Linked DNA regions of Ovis aries: region 2 is linked to region 1. The links are chromatin contacts, called in public Hi-C maps. All regions are on one chromosome and are shown on one strand. The core of a region is the stretch at or near the end of the contact, and the rest is flanking DNA. Distances in the headings are between cores, read along the strand shown.

Region 1 (3,737 bases), core at 395-2,894:
TAAGAAGGGAGAATAAGGAGGGAGGGGAGCGGATGCTGTCCTTGACTGGGGCTCGGCTCATCCACATGACCAAGGGATGTAACAGACCTCAGCCCTGCTGTCGGAGTCCCGAGGGCCTGACTTGGTTCCAATGCTTCTTTTTTCCATTCCATTGCCTTCATGCCAAACAGCATGAAGTCAGGCCTGCAGCTGCTTCCTCCCGGTAGGAATGGGTGTGGGAACCCACGTCCACGAGGGCGGAAGGTAAAAAGCGTGCCCTTTCACACGCTGCCTTGGATGGTTTGGGGAGGCAGGAGCACCCCTCACCCAACTTGGCTCCATCACCACAGAAGCCCGTTTTCTTTCTTAGTGGCTCCTTGGATCCATCAAAGAATCAAATGTGAGGAACCACAAGGTCACACATGCACCTTGACGTCTGGGCCCCGGTGTATGGAGAGGAGCTCTCTGCCTCACCAGGATGACAGTCCTCCTGTTATTTGGGGATTTGTAGTGCTGGGCTACCCAGGTGGTGCTAGTGGTAAAGAACCCACCTGCCAACGCAGGAGATGTAAGACCTGTGGGTTTGATCCCTGGGTCGGGAAGATCCCCTCAAGGTGGGCACGGCAACCCACTCCAGTGTTCTTGCCTGGAGAATCCCAGGGACAGAGGAGCCTGGTGGGCTACAGTCAGCAGAGGCGCAAAGAGTCAGACACGACTGCACACACACATATACAAAATGAAAAATCATAGACACAAACCATTAGTTTTATTTCTGGAACAAGACCTTATAAATATTCTGTTTTGCTCAAGTTGCCATTTACTTAATATTTCTGTCCTTCAGCTGGTTTGAATTAGGGGAGGGGTCATCATGGTATTTAATGGTTCAGTTTCATGTACAAGATGGAGGATGAAAAGCACATTTTTGGACTGTCATCACTCATATTTTACAGAAGTTGCTCCTGGAGTTTGAATTTACATTAGACTCACATGTGCAAAAATATACTCCTAAATTTCTTTTTTTAAGTATTTTCTCACCAGGCTGCTCTTTGCCTGAGAGTCAGCGTAAATTTTGGGAGCAGTAGAGTGACCATTATTTCCCACATTTTTACCTAGTAGAGAAAATTTAAAAATTTTTTCAGAAAGCACTGAAATCTGATTATAAAATCATAGGGTAGAATGCCATACATTTTAACCCCTATTCCCAGTGGCAGAAAAAAATGACCTAAAATGACATTTTGACTGAAGCAAAAATCTTTGATCATTCCAACAGAGTTGATGATTGTTCTTCCTGTACATGAAATACTTTGAATTTTCCTTAGGGTGCCCCAGTATGGGATTATACTTAGTGCATGCTGGATGCTGAACTGCTTCAGTCGTGTCTGACTCTTTGCAACTCCATGGACTGTAACCTGCCAGGCTCCTCTGTCCATGGGGCAAGAATACTGGAGTGGGTTGCCATTTCCTTCTCCAGGAGATCGTCTGGACTTAGGGAGCGAACCGCCATCTCTCACGTCTCCAGCACTGGCAGGCAGTGGTGCCAGGTAGACTCTCAGGAATCTCGCTGGTCTCCCTCTTCTCCGGCATGCACAGTGCTGTGCAGCTTGAACTCTTCTGCTGTAGATACTGTTCTAGAAGGTTAGCTGAGAGTTTCACATTGTCAGTTTCACTTTGGCTGCTTTCAGTCGGGACAATGGTGATTCCTATAATCAGCTAACTGGGTTCATAGGGTTCTGAGTCTTTTGTTCTTGAGCTGAGTAAACAATGCTTTGCATTCCGGCCCATTATTTAATGTCATCAATAGCATACTTCAAGACCACTTTTTTGGCAGCGTGTTAATGAACGTTTTGTTGAACCCCTTTCATCCGTTAAGGACTAAAATATCTGATTTAATCTCAGTGGTGCTTAAAATAAACTTTGTGGCTAAGTTTACTCAAACCCTTATTTGAAAGCTATTCTTATGGGCAGGCCCGGAGCTAAAGACTCCCGGCTTGTTGGCCCAGTGCTAACTCAGCCTAGGGTCAGGTTTGAGAACCATTATCAACGTTCCTGGACTCTGATTTCTGGCTTCCTACTCTCTGTACAGTCTGGACAGTGGGTAGAGTTTAGTTCAGGTGATTTCTATAGGATTTCTGATTAAATAGTTGGTCAGATGGGTTCCTTGGATGATTAGCATCCTGGATCTGGAGACAGTAGAGTCTTAGGAGGAATCTAATGTCGGCCCTCGTTTCGAAGTCTTCTCTTTCCTGAAGTTCAGGACTGCAGGCTGCAGGGTCGGGGGTGTGTGTGTCAGGGACCTCCTTGGGTCCCAGGAAATAGCTAGCCAGCTAAACCAATTGTATCTGAAAGTTTTTTTTATCTCTTATAGCTTTAATTTTATTCTTTCTTCCTTTAGGATTGCCTTGTAGCAGAAATGGAGGATAAAGTTTTGGCTGTAGTAAGTACACCTTCTAAAAGTTACTGTAAAATTCTTTTTCCCAAAACAGTGGGAATCACATTCATTAAAGTATATGTGTTGTGGCTAGGTATTTCAGGATATGCTTTGAAATACTGACTTTTGGGATGTGAATCTCTTAATTTAGGTAGAAAGGCAAGAATACAAGTTATTTAACAACAAGATCAACTATATTGGGTATATTGGGGTCTCTGCTTTGCTCCCCCAACACTTCTTCAAGTTATAATTAGATAGCTAACTCTCAGCTCTCAGGGTTAAACTAATGTGCAAATTTCACTTTTTTTTAATTAAAAAAAAATCTTGGCAAAAATCTTATGATGGAAGGGGATGTACTGTGACCATTTAAAAAGCATTTTGTAACTATTCATCATCACTTCCTCCTTTTGACATAAGCCAGCCTGTGCTCTTTTGATAAGGCCTTCCTCCTACTGATGTTGAGGAATTTAGCAATGAAACCGCTATAAATATATTTTCCATAAATAGGGAGGTTAAACACACTGGAGGCATGCAAAAAGTGTCGCTTCTTGGATTCTTCCCCCTTAGAAGAAAAAAACCACTCTTTAGAAAATCCTGATTTCTTTGGTTGTTTAATTTTGAAAGGTTAGATTAATCTGAGATTGGGAGAAATAACCACATGTAGCCACTATGGTTTCTACATGGAGACCACTTAGTAGGGATCCTCATGTCTCTACAGTAATTTTATCTGGTCAGTGTCTGGTGTTCAGAGAATGTGAGTCGTCACGGTAAAGCTCACAGACCTAAAGGTAAAATGCAAAACTATAAAATGCCTCGAAATAACAGGAGAAAATCTTACTGACCTTGGGTTTGACGATGAGTTTTTAGATATGACGTGAAAAGTGTGATCCATGGGCTTCCCTGGTGGTGCAGTGGATAAGAATCTGCTTGCCAACACAGGGGACTTGGGATCTATCACTTATCCGAGAAGATCCCACATGCCATGGAGCAAGTAAGCCCACACACCACACTACTGAGCCTGTGCTCTAGAGTCCAGACACTGAAACAGCTGAGCCCATGTGCTGCAAGTACTGAAGCCTGCATACCCCAGAGCCCATGCTCTGCAACAAGAGAAATCACCACAGTCAGAAGCCTTCGCAATGCAACTGGAGAGCAGCCCCCTCTCACTGCAACTAGAGAAAGGTCCAGCTCATGCAGCAACAAAGACCTAGCACAACCAAAATACAAATAAATGAATAAATAAATAAAAACAAATAAGAAGATTAGAATAGTCTGCTTGAAAGAAGAAAAAAAAGAATGCCTTGGATTGTGGATTGATCAACTTGTTGAC
Region 2 (3,737 bases), core at 795-3,294, 80 kb before region 1:
CATGGGGTCACAGAGTCAGATATGACTGAGCGACTGAACTGGACTGACAAAGGCTACTTGGCATTTGTTTCTGTGCCTAGTTTCGGGCTTTACTAATACAGAGTAAATATCTCATTGACTGAATAAACGACCTATGTGTGTAAGGAGACCCCACGGCAGAAAAATAAAGGTGCTGAAAAGAGAAATCTAGGGAGCCTGGGCTCTAGTATCAGTTCTACAAATTCAGTTAAAAAAAGGATTTATTTAGCTTTTTGTTCTGTGTCAGGGACTGTGGTGAATACCAAGCTGCCAGTAAGAAATTCTACTTTTCAAGAATCTAGCCTGGCTGCTGTTTGGTAATGTGCACGAAAGTGCAGTGTAACAGAATGGTGAAGATTATAGGAGGCAGAGAAGAAAAACTGGCACATTTATCAATGATCATTTTGTATCCACTTTAATTTCCAAAGTTATTTACCTAAGATTCTGCCTTTATTATCTGCCATTAGTGACTGGACATCTTCAAGTCTGTATTTCAGATAGGAAGGCAGGCCTCCCTCAAACTTTCACATGCAAACAGCTGTAATTAAGAAAGAAGGTCTTATTTAAATAGTAATTAGCCTTCAGGACTTGAAGTGTAAACAGAATGCTAATTCATTTAGGTAGTTAATTGGTCTTCCGGGTTAGAGATCTTCACATGGCCTTCCTTTTTAGCGATGATGTATTTATCATCAACACACAGATAATGTATGGGATGAAATTCTGCAAACTCTTGTTTGACTCTCAGAATTTTAACTTTTAACTCTCAGTGGGATGAAATTTTAACTCTCAGTGGGATGAAATTTTGCAAACTCTTGTTTGACTCTCAGAATTTTATCTTTTAACTTTCTGGTAGTGATAAATGCAAATGAGTTTGAAAACACTGTGAAAACATCAAGTAGAACACTATGGTAAAATCATTTGACGTTTTCTTCATAATTACAGGGACCATATGGCTCAGTTAATTCATGTTATTCCATCTTAAGTACTGATAAAGCCCCTTTCAGATTCAGGAATATCTTGGCTTGGAGATAAATTGTGTGGTCATGCTAATCATGACTAAAAGAAGTCACAAAATTCAGTGATTACTGTAAATAAAGCTGTGAATAAGATTGGTTACATTTTCCAGTGAATTCAGTGACAAACGTTGAGAGCCTCCCTATCTGTTGCCATAAAGAAAAGATGGTTAACAATTGATGTCATTAATTTTAAAAAGGCTTTTTTTTTTTTTTTTTGAAAGACAACTACTCCATCTGGAATTTTGTCATTGCCTTTACCAAGTTTCCTGGTCTACCGGTAACTCTTGCTCAAACAACAACAACAAAATTTGCTATATTTGATGACTGCATATTGGTGTTGTTATGGCTTCTCTGTCCTATTGGTAAGTTGCATGGAAGGTGGGTCTGATGTTTCACTTTTCCAAATATATTTATTCTTCTTGGGCACTCCAGCTCATCATACCATACAACAGAAGCGTAGGCCTTCTGTCCGCCATCCTTCCAACATGTGCATTCAAGCAGACCTCTATAAATAGTGAAAGTGAAGTCGCTCAGTCGTGTCCGACTCTTTGCGACCCCATGGACTGTAGCCTATCAGGCTCCTCCATCCATGGGATTTTCCAGGCAAGAGTGCTGGAGTGGATTGCCATTTCCTTCCCCAGGGGACCTTCCCGACCCAGGAATCGAACCCGAGTCTCCCGCATTGCAGGCAGACGCTTTACAGTCTGAGCCACCCATATCACCAATTCAACAGATAGTTCATGAATGCAGTGGCTGGTTGGCACTCAGGAGGCATCCACAGATACATATTAAGCGAATGGATAAACACCAGCCACACCTTTGACTCCTGCTAGGTGCCACCAGCCAAGTGATAGGAAGAGGGAGAGGAGAAAAGCACTATGTAATATCAGGTAAGTTCTGCCCGCCCCCGCCCCGCCCCGCGAAGTTACCAGTCTCCAACCGGAAGACGTAAATGAATAATGCAGTTGAAGGTAAGAATCACTAAGTGCCACAGAATCTCTGTGAGTGGGAGGCGGAGAGCACAGGGACTGGGGTGGGGCGGCGGTGCAGTGAGGCTTGAGGGAGGAGAGGCAGACATTCGAATTTAGGACTTCCTCCCAGTTCCGGGTTAACTCTGGCCTCAGACGGAGTCCATGAAAGTAAAAGGGCCCTCTGTCAGTCGCCGAAACTGTGCACAGGCTTTTTTTTTTTTTTTTTTAAAGAGCTGGCTAACAACTTTCCCTTCACGATTGATGACTAATTCAAATGAGCATTAGCTCTCTTCGCAAAGATGAGTATTACAATACAGTAATATAGAACGCTAAACGCTACCAGTTTTTTATGATTCATTTTCGTTGCGAAGTGGACATATTGCCACAGCGTTAAAAGAGAAGTGAGTTACAGACATAGACTTGTGGTTGCCCAGGTGTGAGGAGGTGGAAGAGGGATAGATCGGGAGTTTGGGATTAGCAGATGCAAACTCTTATACATAGAATGGGTAAGCGAGAGTCTACTGCACAGCACAGGGAACTATATTCAACGTCCTGGGATTAACTATAGTGGAAAAGAATATGAAAAAGGATGTACGCACATTCATAACTGAATCACTTCGGTGTACAGTAGAAACTGCGTCCATGTGCCTGCTCAGTAATGTCCGACTCTTTGCAACCCCATGGACTGTACCCAGCGAGGCTCCTCTGTCCATGGAATTTTTCAGGCAAGAATACTGGAGTGGGTTGCCATTTACTCCTCCAGAGAATCTTCCCTACCCAGGAATCGAACCAGAGTCTCCTGTGTCTCCTGTATTGGTAGGCACGTTCTTTACCATGGCACCACACAGCAGAAATTAACACATGGTAGATCAACCATACTTCAATAAATTTACAGAAGAGCAGTGGCTTAAATTGCCACAATGTCATCCAAGATATAAATAAAACAATTTTCCCTAAAGAAATGTAAAAGGAGGAGGTCTGGATCACAGAGCAATATTGACGCAAAGCACTTAAACACGGAGATCTGAAATTTAGTTTTTGACTTTATTATTTTTCATTGTCTTGCTGCTCACAGCCAGACAAACTGAACCGGTACTAAATAGGACCTTGGCCTCCCCCAAGCCCAACGGGCTCTCCAGGATGCACGCGCATCTACAGTGCGCCCCCTGAAAAGGAAAGTCGGCTGGGACCACTCCGGGTGAGCGAAAGCAGGTTTCCAGGGCGAAAGTAACCGGAGTCGGCCGACCCGGGCGGCCCCGCCCCCTCCCACGAGTTTCGCCGGGTGTCCGGCCCCGCCCCCTCTTTTATTCCGCGCGCGCCACCGGGAGCTGGAACTTTGTAACCCGAGCGCGCGGGCTCTGCGCTCCTCCCCGCCCCGGTGCGGCGCTCCCGGGAGGAGCAGGAGGTGGGACCTGCGGGCGGGAAGGCTCGGGACGCCGGCGCACGAGGATCGGGGACCCCGCAGAGCTCAGCCGCCCAGAGGAGGAGCTGGACTGGGAGCCGAGCGCGCGGCCCGAGAACCGGAGGCAGCGGTCCCGGCCCGGCGGCGCAGAGGGGCGGCGGAAAGGTCCCGCGCTCGGAACTGAGGCCCGGGGAATCTGGACTCCCTGCCCCGCGTTCCCGCAGCGCCCGTAGCCTAGGAGCGGCAGCTGTGTCTGGAGTCCCGGCGGCGGCGGCGGCCGCGGGGGACGAGGAGGAGGAGCTGCAGCTGGACGGTGGCCGCCGGAGGAGG

The links. A called contact is a pair of places that touch in the nucleus more often than the background predicts.
Region 2: a Hi-C map of hypothalamus shows a contact between it and region 1, with 2.4 times the contacts expected there. The contact joins the promoter of CNKSR3 here to the enhancer-like site in region 1. A contact is called at or near these places in 2 of 16 Hi-C or Micro-C datasets (hypothalamus and tail adipose tissue).

The regions. Positions count from the first base shown.
Region 1 is chr8:78,879,173-78,882,909 of ARS-UI_Ramb_v3.0, reverse strand. CNKSR3 (CNKSR family member 3) reads left to right here. Exons shown (of 15, transcript XM_060419846.1): 7 at 2,372-2,413. Among named protein-coding and RNA genes, the nearest start is that of IPCEF1, 76 kb to the right of the region's middle. Within about 2 kb of position 1,644, at least 15 of the 54 cell types and tissues checked have an H3K27ac peak or open chromatin away from gene starts, as enhancers often do. A contact at or near this core is called in hypothalamus, where this site is marked.
Region 2 is chr8:78,959,817-78,963,553 of ARS-UI_Ramb_v3.0, reverse strand. CNKSR3 (CNKSR family member 3) reads left to right here and starts at 2,044. Exons shown (of 15, transcript XM_060419846.1): 1 at 2,044-3,737.